2 separate regions of the Ovis aries genome follow, and region 2 is linked to region 1. A link is a contact called in public Hi-C data. All regions are on one chromosome and are shown on one strand. Each heading gives the region's core, a stretch centred on a gene start, on an enhancer-like site or on the middle of the called end of the contact. The rest is flanking DNA. Distances are from core to core; before and after follow the strand shown. Region 1 overlaps LOC101116334 (large ribosomal subunit protein eL8-like). Region 2 holds the start of LOC101116334 (large ribosomal subunit protein eL8-like).

Evidence for each region. Hi-C and Micro-C count contacts between places; a contact is called where the count stands out from the background.
Region 2: a Hi-C map of muscle shows a contact between it and region 1, with 1.8 times the contacts expected there. The contact joins the promoter of LOC101116334 here to the enhancer-like site in region 1. A contact is called at or near these places in 3 of 16 Hi-C or Micro-C datasets (blood and muscle).

Annotation. Positions count from the first base shown.
Region 1 is chr13:34,162,734-34,167,246 of ARS-UI_Ramb_v3.0, forward strand. All of the region lies in intron 2 of LOC101116334 (large ribosomal subunit protein eL8-like), which reads right to left. Among named protein-coding and RNA genes, the nearest start is that of SVIL, 33 kb to the left of the region's middle. Within about 2 kb of position 3,003, at least 11 of the 54 cell types and tissues checked have an H3K27ac peak or open chromatin away from gene starts, as enhancers often do. A contact at or near this core is called in muscle, where this site is marked.
Region 2 is chr13:34,205,450-34,209,856 of ARS-UI_Ramb_v3.0, forward strand. It overlaps LOC101116334 (large ribosomal subunit protein eL8-like), which reads right to left and starts at 2,808. Exons shown (of 4, transcript XR_009596050.1): 1 at 2,535-2,808.

The DNA.
Region 1 (4,513 bases), core at 1,753-4,252:
ACGGCATCACTCTTACACTGACTCTCCTGCATCTCCTTCACGTCAGAGGACCCTTGTGATTACATAGGACCCACCTGGACCATCAGGATAACCTCCCCATTTCAAGGCCAGATGAGACCTTTCTATTTGCCATGTAACCTAACATATCCAGAGCCTCTGTGAATTAGGATGTGAACCATGATTCTTTGGGGAGTCACAATTCTCCCTACCACACATAACTTTGTAGCAATCAGTTCAGTAAGCCCAGGTCACATCCATGACCCACAGTAGAACCTGAAATACCAGGACCCCTAGAAACCAGCCCTCCAACTTACTAGAATGTTACTCCTATCCATGCAGTCCCCTGACGCCTCCCAGAGGCACACCGCCTCTGTTCCCCAACCAGTCCCACCATGGTTGGCATTTCTTATTCATCAAACCATGTTCTAGTCATGCCCTCAACTCTTCTAAGAATAAAACTAATTTTTCCTCCACTGTTCCCCCTCCAGGTGAAGGGAAAACCATGCCTTTTCCTCCATCCTTCTATTCTCATGATGGATAAAACAGCCCTGCCCTAGTGTTACACAAAGATTTGTTATAGTAAAGATTTACTCATCTCCATCCTGTTGTTGTGTTACTCCCTGTGTTACAGAAACACACATATCATCAGTCAAAGTTCAAATAATAAGGGTAGGCATGTGTGTGTGTGTGTGTATGTGTGATACAAACTCATTGAGAGCGAAGACTGTTTAACTTGTTAAATACAGATACTTAGGAAATAGTACAGTCAGCTTACCTCCAATCCTAAGGACTTACTAAGTAGTCTTGGGCCATGACAATAAACTAAGACATGCTTCTGAGACTATACTCAGAGTATCAGAGATATTTCCTCTTGTCTAAAGTAAGTGGAGAGAAGAGGCAGGGGGGCTGGCTCTGGCAGGGCAGGGAGGGTGACCCTGGGCCCTGAGATGTCCTCTTCGGCAACCAGAGCAGCTGGTTATGGAACACTGAGCTGGATCCTGGTGGGGGAGATTAGAGCCAGCCCTTCTGTTTTTGACAACGGCCTTTGGCCACAACTAGGGCTCCTGTTCAGCTAGCATCTGCTATGATGCAACACCCATGTGGCTGCATGGAGCGTATTTTCTAAGTCTCTTCTCCTACTGGCACTCGGTTATGATCCTTGGGTATTGGAAGCATCTCTTGAGAACCAGCCCTACTCACTTATACAAGAGTTCACCCTAGGTCATCAGAAGCCATCTGTCCACCAAACTAAAGATCACTCACCTTAGAACTTTTCAAATCAAAGGTTTCTAAAATACCTTGATCAACTGGGTATTGAAAACTGCTATTTAATCATTTTTAAAATCTCTAATAAAAAAATGGAAACTTAGGAAAGAGACTGAATCATTTTGACTCCCTCTGTGAAGGCTTCCCAGGTGCCACAGAGGTCAAGGATCTGCCTGCCAATGTAAGAGACACAAGAGGCATGAGTCTGATGCCTGGATAGATTGGGAAGATCCCCTGGAGTAGGAAATGGCACCCCACTCCAGTGTTCTTGCCTGGAAAATCCCATGGACAGAGTAGCCTCGTGGGCTACAGTCCATGGGGTCATAGAGTCGGACACGACTGAGCTCAGTGCACACACCCACTCTGAGTGTCCTGGACGCCCACTGTTCCGTTCCACACATTCTCCCTCCCCACTCAGCTCAGCAGCTACCCCCAACCCATGAACGCAGATGCCAAAAAGATGTATTTTCCCTCCAAGTAACACTTCTAGGTACAAGACGTGAAAACTACAGGAATGTTTCCATTTCTCTTGTGAGCCTAGGTCTTTCTGTGAAGGCTTCCCAAGTGGGGCCATCACCTCTCATATAGGTTGACATGGGACTACCGGGTGGGGCTGGAGGCCTGCATCCGAGGAGCTGACTATACTAAGCTGAGACTAGATGTCAGCCCTGGGGCCACAGCCAAAGGGTCAGATTACCACAAGTGCCCTGTGTATCCCGGGAGGGTGAGGGAGCCCAGTGCGAGATGGGCAAAGGGAGGGAGTGACAAGGTGGTCACAGCTCAGGGTGCTGATTCCCCCAGTGTGACTGGCATCACCTGCTGGGCTTGCTTTCCTGGGGCTGGAGGTGAGGGCAGCAGGGGCTCTGCAGGGCTGCAACCAGGTGGGCTTCTGGGACGTGGAGGCGGGGCAGGGACTAGGACTTGATAAGGGAGGCTGGGAAGGGATGACCCTGGGGGAACGGAATAGGAGAGCATGGAGCAACTAGAGAGCAAGGCTCAGGGCGCACAAAGCAGAGAAGGAGGAGAAGTTGGCAGCAATTACATGACACCGAGTGAGAGCTTCATAAATACTTGGTGATGACGAGAGTGACTCCAGCCACCTCTGCACAGAGCCTGACAGGGAAAGGCTTGACAGTTTCTCAAGTGTCAGCCAGGGGCTGTGTGTGTGTGTGTCTGTGTGTGTGTGTGTGTGTGTGAGAGAGACAAGGAGGAGATGACGATGATGATGAGCAAGAAGAAAGAGAAGCGCACAGGGAAGGAGGACAGGAGCAGAAATCCAGGTTATGACATTAATATCTCATAATCGTCTCAAAGTTACTCATCAGCTGACCAGAAGGCAACTCTTACTGTGCCTTACAGCCTAAGTCTTGTACCTACAATGTCCTTTCCAGATAAACTCTCTTGGCACAGAGGTTCTGAGAAAGTTGGCTTCCCGCTCTCCTCCTTATGATTGTGGGGTTGGGTGGGAGGGGAGAAAAAGCCATAACCAACCAGAATTGACCCTCAGGGCAACCACTCAAAGATGTTATTAGATCATCGGAATTAGATTTGACTTTCCATAGACCTAACTCCTTATCTGCTACAAATCACATCCCACGCCTTGCAATGCAGCCTCTGTCTGTCCTCTTTTAAGTATCTGAACAGAGGCAGGGCTTGGTCTGGGCCATCTTAACCCTCCCATCAGGGACAGATACTCTGCCGCCACGTGACTTAACCACAGGCTTCCTCTTAGACCCGACCAGAAGGGAAGACCCGACCAGAAGGGAAGCACACGCCCTTCCTGCCTCCACGTCTCCCACCAGCCATGGCCCATCCATCACAGATGCTTCCTGGGAGGGGCTGGTCCCACCACAGATGCCAGAGCTGTCCTGTGGCGGCTGCTTCCCTTCCATGTCACACCTGTAAGCACCCAGGAAATGCCTTCAATAGTTGACAGTTTAACCTAAGATCGCCAAGGTGGTGACAACATAGCACACCCCATCCCCAGCCCCTCTGAGGGACCAGGTATGGGTGATCACACCCCACAGACCAGTGGTCAGTGAGTAGGCCAGCCGCTGTGTCAGTCCAGCAAGAAGTTCATGGATGAAGGGACGGGTCCTGAGCCTAAGGAATCTGGGTCAGAAAGACGCATTCGCCACCTCATTTACCCCAGTAAACATTTATCACGCACCTTCCACATACCAGACACCGTTCCAGGCGCCTGACATCAAGTAGAAAACAAAACAGAAAGAAATCCTTTGCCTCCTGGAGTTAACAGTCTAGTATTATGGGGTTGCACAGAGTCGGACATGACTGAAATGACTCAGCAGCAGCAGCGGTAAGTGGGGAAATGCCTCTTTCCACATAATTAATGTGAGCAATGGCACAAGACAAGGACCCAGCAATGCTCGTGCAGAAAGGAGGAGGAGAAAACACTTCTTGCTGGAGTAAGGGAGGCTTGAGGAGGAAACAGGAGATGACTTTGTTAAAACACAATAAATATGCCTTCAGAGGCTCAAATATATAGAAGTTTTCAGGAAAGATGATCCTACTGGGCTTTCTCTCATGTATTAACGACTACTCCTCCACCACCTCCAAGGACAGGTCAATGGGGCTACGGGAGCAGGAGGCAGACACCAGGGGTTCAAGGGTGGCAGGGCAGGTGGGGTTCAAAAGTCATGTTCAGACCCTCATAACAGTCAGATGTATAATTAACTCATATAATCTCCCTCACGGCCCAGCAAAACCTACATACCCACTTCAGACAGCTTACTATCAGCTTTTATCACTGTCCCCCTCTGTTGATCCCAATGGTCAATTACCCTGATTCACGGTGTGCTTTGTCTGTGCCCACCTGCTGTCAAGGGCCCTCTGGGACCCCACCCTGCACCCACTGAAGCCCATATCACATGGAAAAATGCCCACAGAGTCATTCTCTCCCTGGACAGCTTTTCTGGAAATATACTCGAGAATCAGAGTCACCTTTCAGCAGATGTGCAACAATCTAGTTGAATATCTTGGCTTAATATTTTAAATGTGTGAATTAAACACACACACAACTTTGCTTCCTTTGGGCCATCAGCTGAGAAACTGCATAATTCCTTTTGGCTGGAACCTAGAAAATTTTGTTACAAATTCAGCCAGGTTCCTCTTTTGGAGAATGCTTGTCAGACAGGTGTGCAGTTTCTATAGAAACGCTTCCATCAACAGAGATGCTCCTCCAGGCAGGGTAGCCTGTTCATTAAACAGTCAGAGGTTTCAAAACTTC
Region 2 (4,407 bases), core at 1,558-4,057, 43 kb after region 1:
TCAAGAAGTGAAGTGAAATCGCTCAGTCATGTCCGACTCTTTGCAACCCCCTACCAGGCTCCTCTGTCCATGGGATTTTCCAGGCAATAGTACTTGAGTGGATTGCCATTTCCTTCTCCAGGTGATCTTCCCAACCCAGGGCTCGAACCCAGGTCTCCCGCATTGTAGACAGACGCTTTACCATCTGAGCCACCAGGGAAGTCTGTTCTCAAACCTCCTCATTATTAGTTAACACTTGTTGAGCAGCTACTATGTGCTAGGATCTGTGCTACCAAGTGCCTTATATGAATGATCACATTTAACCCTTGCAGCTTGAAACCAGGCAATGCTATGATTGTGGTATTGTTTAGTTGCTAAGTAGTGCCGAACTCTTTAGACTGTGACCCTCGAGGCTCCTCTGCTCATGGGATTTCCCAGCCAAGAATACTGGAGTGGGTTGCTATTTCCTTCTCCAGGAGATTTTCCAAACCCAGGGATCAAACCCATGTCTCCTGCTTGGCAGGTGGATTTTCCACCCTTGTGCCACCTGGGAAGCCCCAGCATTACACACCTATAGACGGTGGAGGCAGCAGAGGTAGCCGGCCCTTAATCATCATGCCTCGCGGTCTGCACAACTGGCAGTGCTCTAGGATATTCTGAGTCAGGAATGTCATTCCAGGGTTTCAAACAACATTTTTCTCTGAGACAACACACTTTCAGTATACTCAAGACAACACCACCTTCTCATATCATAAACTGGAGTTCAATAAGGCTTAAAGATGTGATGATCTCAGATGCCTAACAGGAATCTTAAAGTCATAACCTACCAGTTATGACTTTAATTAATGAAGGTTGGTGCATTTCCAAGGCAGACTTCATTTTAAACACACGTGGCAACAATGTCAGAGCTTAGATGGGGTAGGAAATGCAGCCCTCTTCCTGCAGGAAGGCCAACAGAGCTGCGAGCTTCCTAGATAGAACTCCTGAGCCTAGGCCCACCTGCCTAATGAGATGCCTGTAGAGGCAAACCGCAGCTGTTTCTGCCTCTCTTTGGTGCTGTCAGATGACTCTAAGCAGTTTAGTTGTCTTCATATACCTTAAGCTTTAAACTAAGAGTTGGGGGGGAGGGCGGGGGGCGTCCCTGGTAGCCTAATGGTTAGGGTTCTGGCTTTCACTGCCAGAACCCATGGGCCTGGGTTAAATCCCTGGTTGGGGAACTGAGATCCTGCAAGTTGCTCTCGGTGGCCTAAAAAAACTTGGTTTAGGGGAGGCCCTGAGCCGCGCAAAAGTCAGCCACAGGTGAAGTCAATCTAATCCAAATAACTAACACCATCAAACGGAATCCAGGCTTAGAGCTTGTACCACTGACTCTGCAGTCACCAATCCACAACGCCTCTGGAGGGGCAGCCTTTGGGATAGGAACTGGGACTAGCAAACGAACGGTACCCTTTGGAGCGAGCGGGACAGACTCTCGGTGCTGGAAACCTCTTTGAGCCCGTTTCCCCAACTTAACGGTAGAAGTCATCTTTCTGCGGGAGGCTTAAAGTGAATGGTGACGATCCTTCCTAAGTGGACATAAGAGTCTCAGAAGGCCTTTCCCTACTTCAGCAGGGAGTGGCGGCAGATAAGAAAACTTGAAATCTATCCATAGATTACGGCGGGATACGGTTTCACACCAGAGCGGAGCGCCCCGGGTTTCTCCTGGGCAGCACCTCCTCTGGCGTCCTGCTCTCGGGAAACGTCTGTCGCACAAGGGAGATGCTGCCCCAGCCATCCCAAGGACAGGCTTGTGCCTAAGTCTGCGGTTTGCACGCAGTGACCACAACCTCGGGGGAGGACAGGAGCTCTCCTCTTTCTCCCCGCCGTCCTCTCCCCCCGGCGGAACTTCCAATTACAACAAACCGTCAGGACTGCACAGGAGCTGTAATGCGGACGCCAGAAGCGCTTAACCCCGCACCTGACCCAGATTGCGGCCTGAACTGGAGCCGCCGGGTCGCTCCCTCACAGTAATGCAATTACCGCCTTCTGGAGCTCCCCTCAGGGTACCGGGGGGCGGCCGCTGTCACCCCGGGACTAAACCCCTCCCTTCCGGGAGCCCGCGCGGAGGGGCGTGGCCCGGCGGGCTGGCAGGGCGCGCGGCGCCGGCACTTCCCACCGCTGGGGCGCGACCCAGGGACCCCGAGGAAGGCGCCCGGGGGCCGCTGCTGCCTCGCCCTCCGCCCAGGCGGTGAAACTGGGAGGCCGGCAGTGTCGCAGCTCTGGGCACACGCTTGCCCCTCCCCGGGCCGCCCCTTCCCCGCCCCTCCTCCCCGCCTAACGGGCCGCCCCGCTAACTTCCCGAAACTCCGCGGAGGGGAAGCCTGAGCCGGCCGGTGCCGCGGGGCGGCGCGCGCCCGGGCGCGCCGGGGACGGAAGTGGGTGGGAGCGGCGGCCGCGCCGCGCCTTTGTTGTTGCTCCGGGACCCCGCGGGCCCCCGCCCCCGGGAGCGCCCCATCGCGGCGGTCCGGAGATCAGCCTCCGCCAGCAGGACCGCCCCAAGCCCAAGTCCAACTAACCTCACCTCCTGCCCCCGGGGGAGGGCGCGCCGCGGAGCGTCCTTCTGTCTGCCCGCCGAAGCTCTGTGCAGCTGATCCCTGCCCTCGGCCACCGTGCGGAGGGACGCTCCTCACCTTCTTTCCGAGCCTACCCCAGACCTCCCGGGGCACAGCTGCCGCTCCTGGCCCGACAGCCGCTGGGCAGCCCGGACTCTCGACAGCGCCGCGGCCACTCCCTGCCTGCTTTCCCAGAGGACCGGGTCCCCCTCCCGGGATGATTCACAGCTCCTCACCTGGAGCCTCACTCGAGTGCCCTCCCTCCTCCGGCCGGCGCGGCGATCGGGAGCGGGCGCCCTCTGCCGGGCCACCGGCCAGAGCTTCCCCGGGCTGGAGCGGGTCGGGAACATGGAGCCCGGCCGAGCGCAGGGACTCCCGCGCCTCCCACCGCGGCCACCCACGAGCGTAGGGGCCAGCGCGCCGGCACTGTCCTGGGCCGTTATGCGCAAGCTGGGCCCGACCCCGGCCCAAGAAGACCAGGGCTGTCCCTGTGCCCCGGGGCCACTGCGCGCCCCACTCGCGGGCCGGCCGGTCCAGCCCTGCTCCCCGGAGGCGTCCTCAGGAACCCACCATTAACCGCGTGAGCAAGACGAGTTTTAAAAAGCCCTGGAAAGTCAGTTTTACTGTGTCAAACAAAGTTTGGGTCTTGATTCTCAGTAGCCCTCTTCTGCCCGAATTGAAAGGGCCGGAGGAGAGGGTAGTGGCTTTATCACACCCCCGGGTCCTAGGACTCGGAAGACGCTTGGGGCAGCTTCAGGGACAGTCGCAGTCCCGGGGGAGCCCAAGGTCGGCCGGCGTGTCGCTCCCCAGCCAGGGGGGAGTGGCTGGCCAATGACTCGCTCTTTCGCCCAAGTAAACACACTTCCAGCAGGTGAGCCTATCCGTCTCCCCCTAGCCCAGATACCGGGTACAACTTTAGAGGGGGGCCAAGAGGAGCCGAGAGTACACCCACGCGCGAGGGTCCGCGTCCCCAGCCCCGCGGGTTCACCCGCGCGCCCGGACTTCCCGCACTTACCTAGCCGGCGCGCTCGCCCACCTGCCTGCCGGCCGGCGGCGCAGAACTCCCCGCGGCGATGAGGGTGGCGGGGGCGTGGAACACTGGTCCTTGCGCGAGCTGGCTCTCGGCGAGGGGCTCAAGAGGGTCTGTCCGGAGCTCCGTCGCCACAGCTGCCAGAGCAGACGAGTTGCGAGGAGGGTCAGGGCCCAGCTAGCGCCTCCTTCCCAGAGAGCGGGCGCGCGAGTCCCGGAGCGGCGGGCGGGCGCCGGGTATTAATTGTAGGGCCCCCGGGTGTCGGCCGCCGGGCGCTCTGAGTGGCTCGGACCGCGCGCCAGGCCAGCGGGGCCCGGGCGACCCACCCCCTAGGCGCGCGCCCGCGCCTGCTGGGGAACGCGCGCGCACGCGTCCGGCGGCTCCGGGCCCCAGGGCTCGCCTTGCTCCTGGGGCTCCAGACCTGCGGCCGCTCTGAGGCCGGAGGGGCGCCACCGACCTTAGAGACCCGGAACTGGAGCTCCGAGGGTCCAGTCGATCCAGGGATAAAACCCAGCAAGGTGTGCGAACTTTGTAGTCACAGGCGCTCCGGGCCCGTTGTCAAAGAGACCATCCTGGCCCCTCCAGTCACAACTGTGAAAATCACGTCACCCTCCGACCTGCGGGTCTAGACGGAAGACCTTTCCTGTCTCCGCTCCCCCGCCCCCCCAAGTGGTTCTCATACTTAACTTTCGCTGATCAGAATCCTCCGCCCACCTCCACCTGAGATTTGTTGAAACACTTGTCGCGAAGCCCCGCCCCACTTTCGGATGCTTTACATCTGCCAGGGAGGAGAACTTGGCGTTTCTA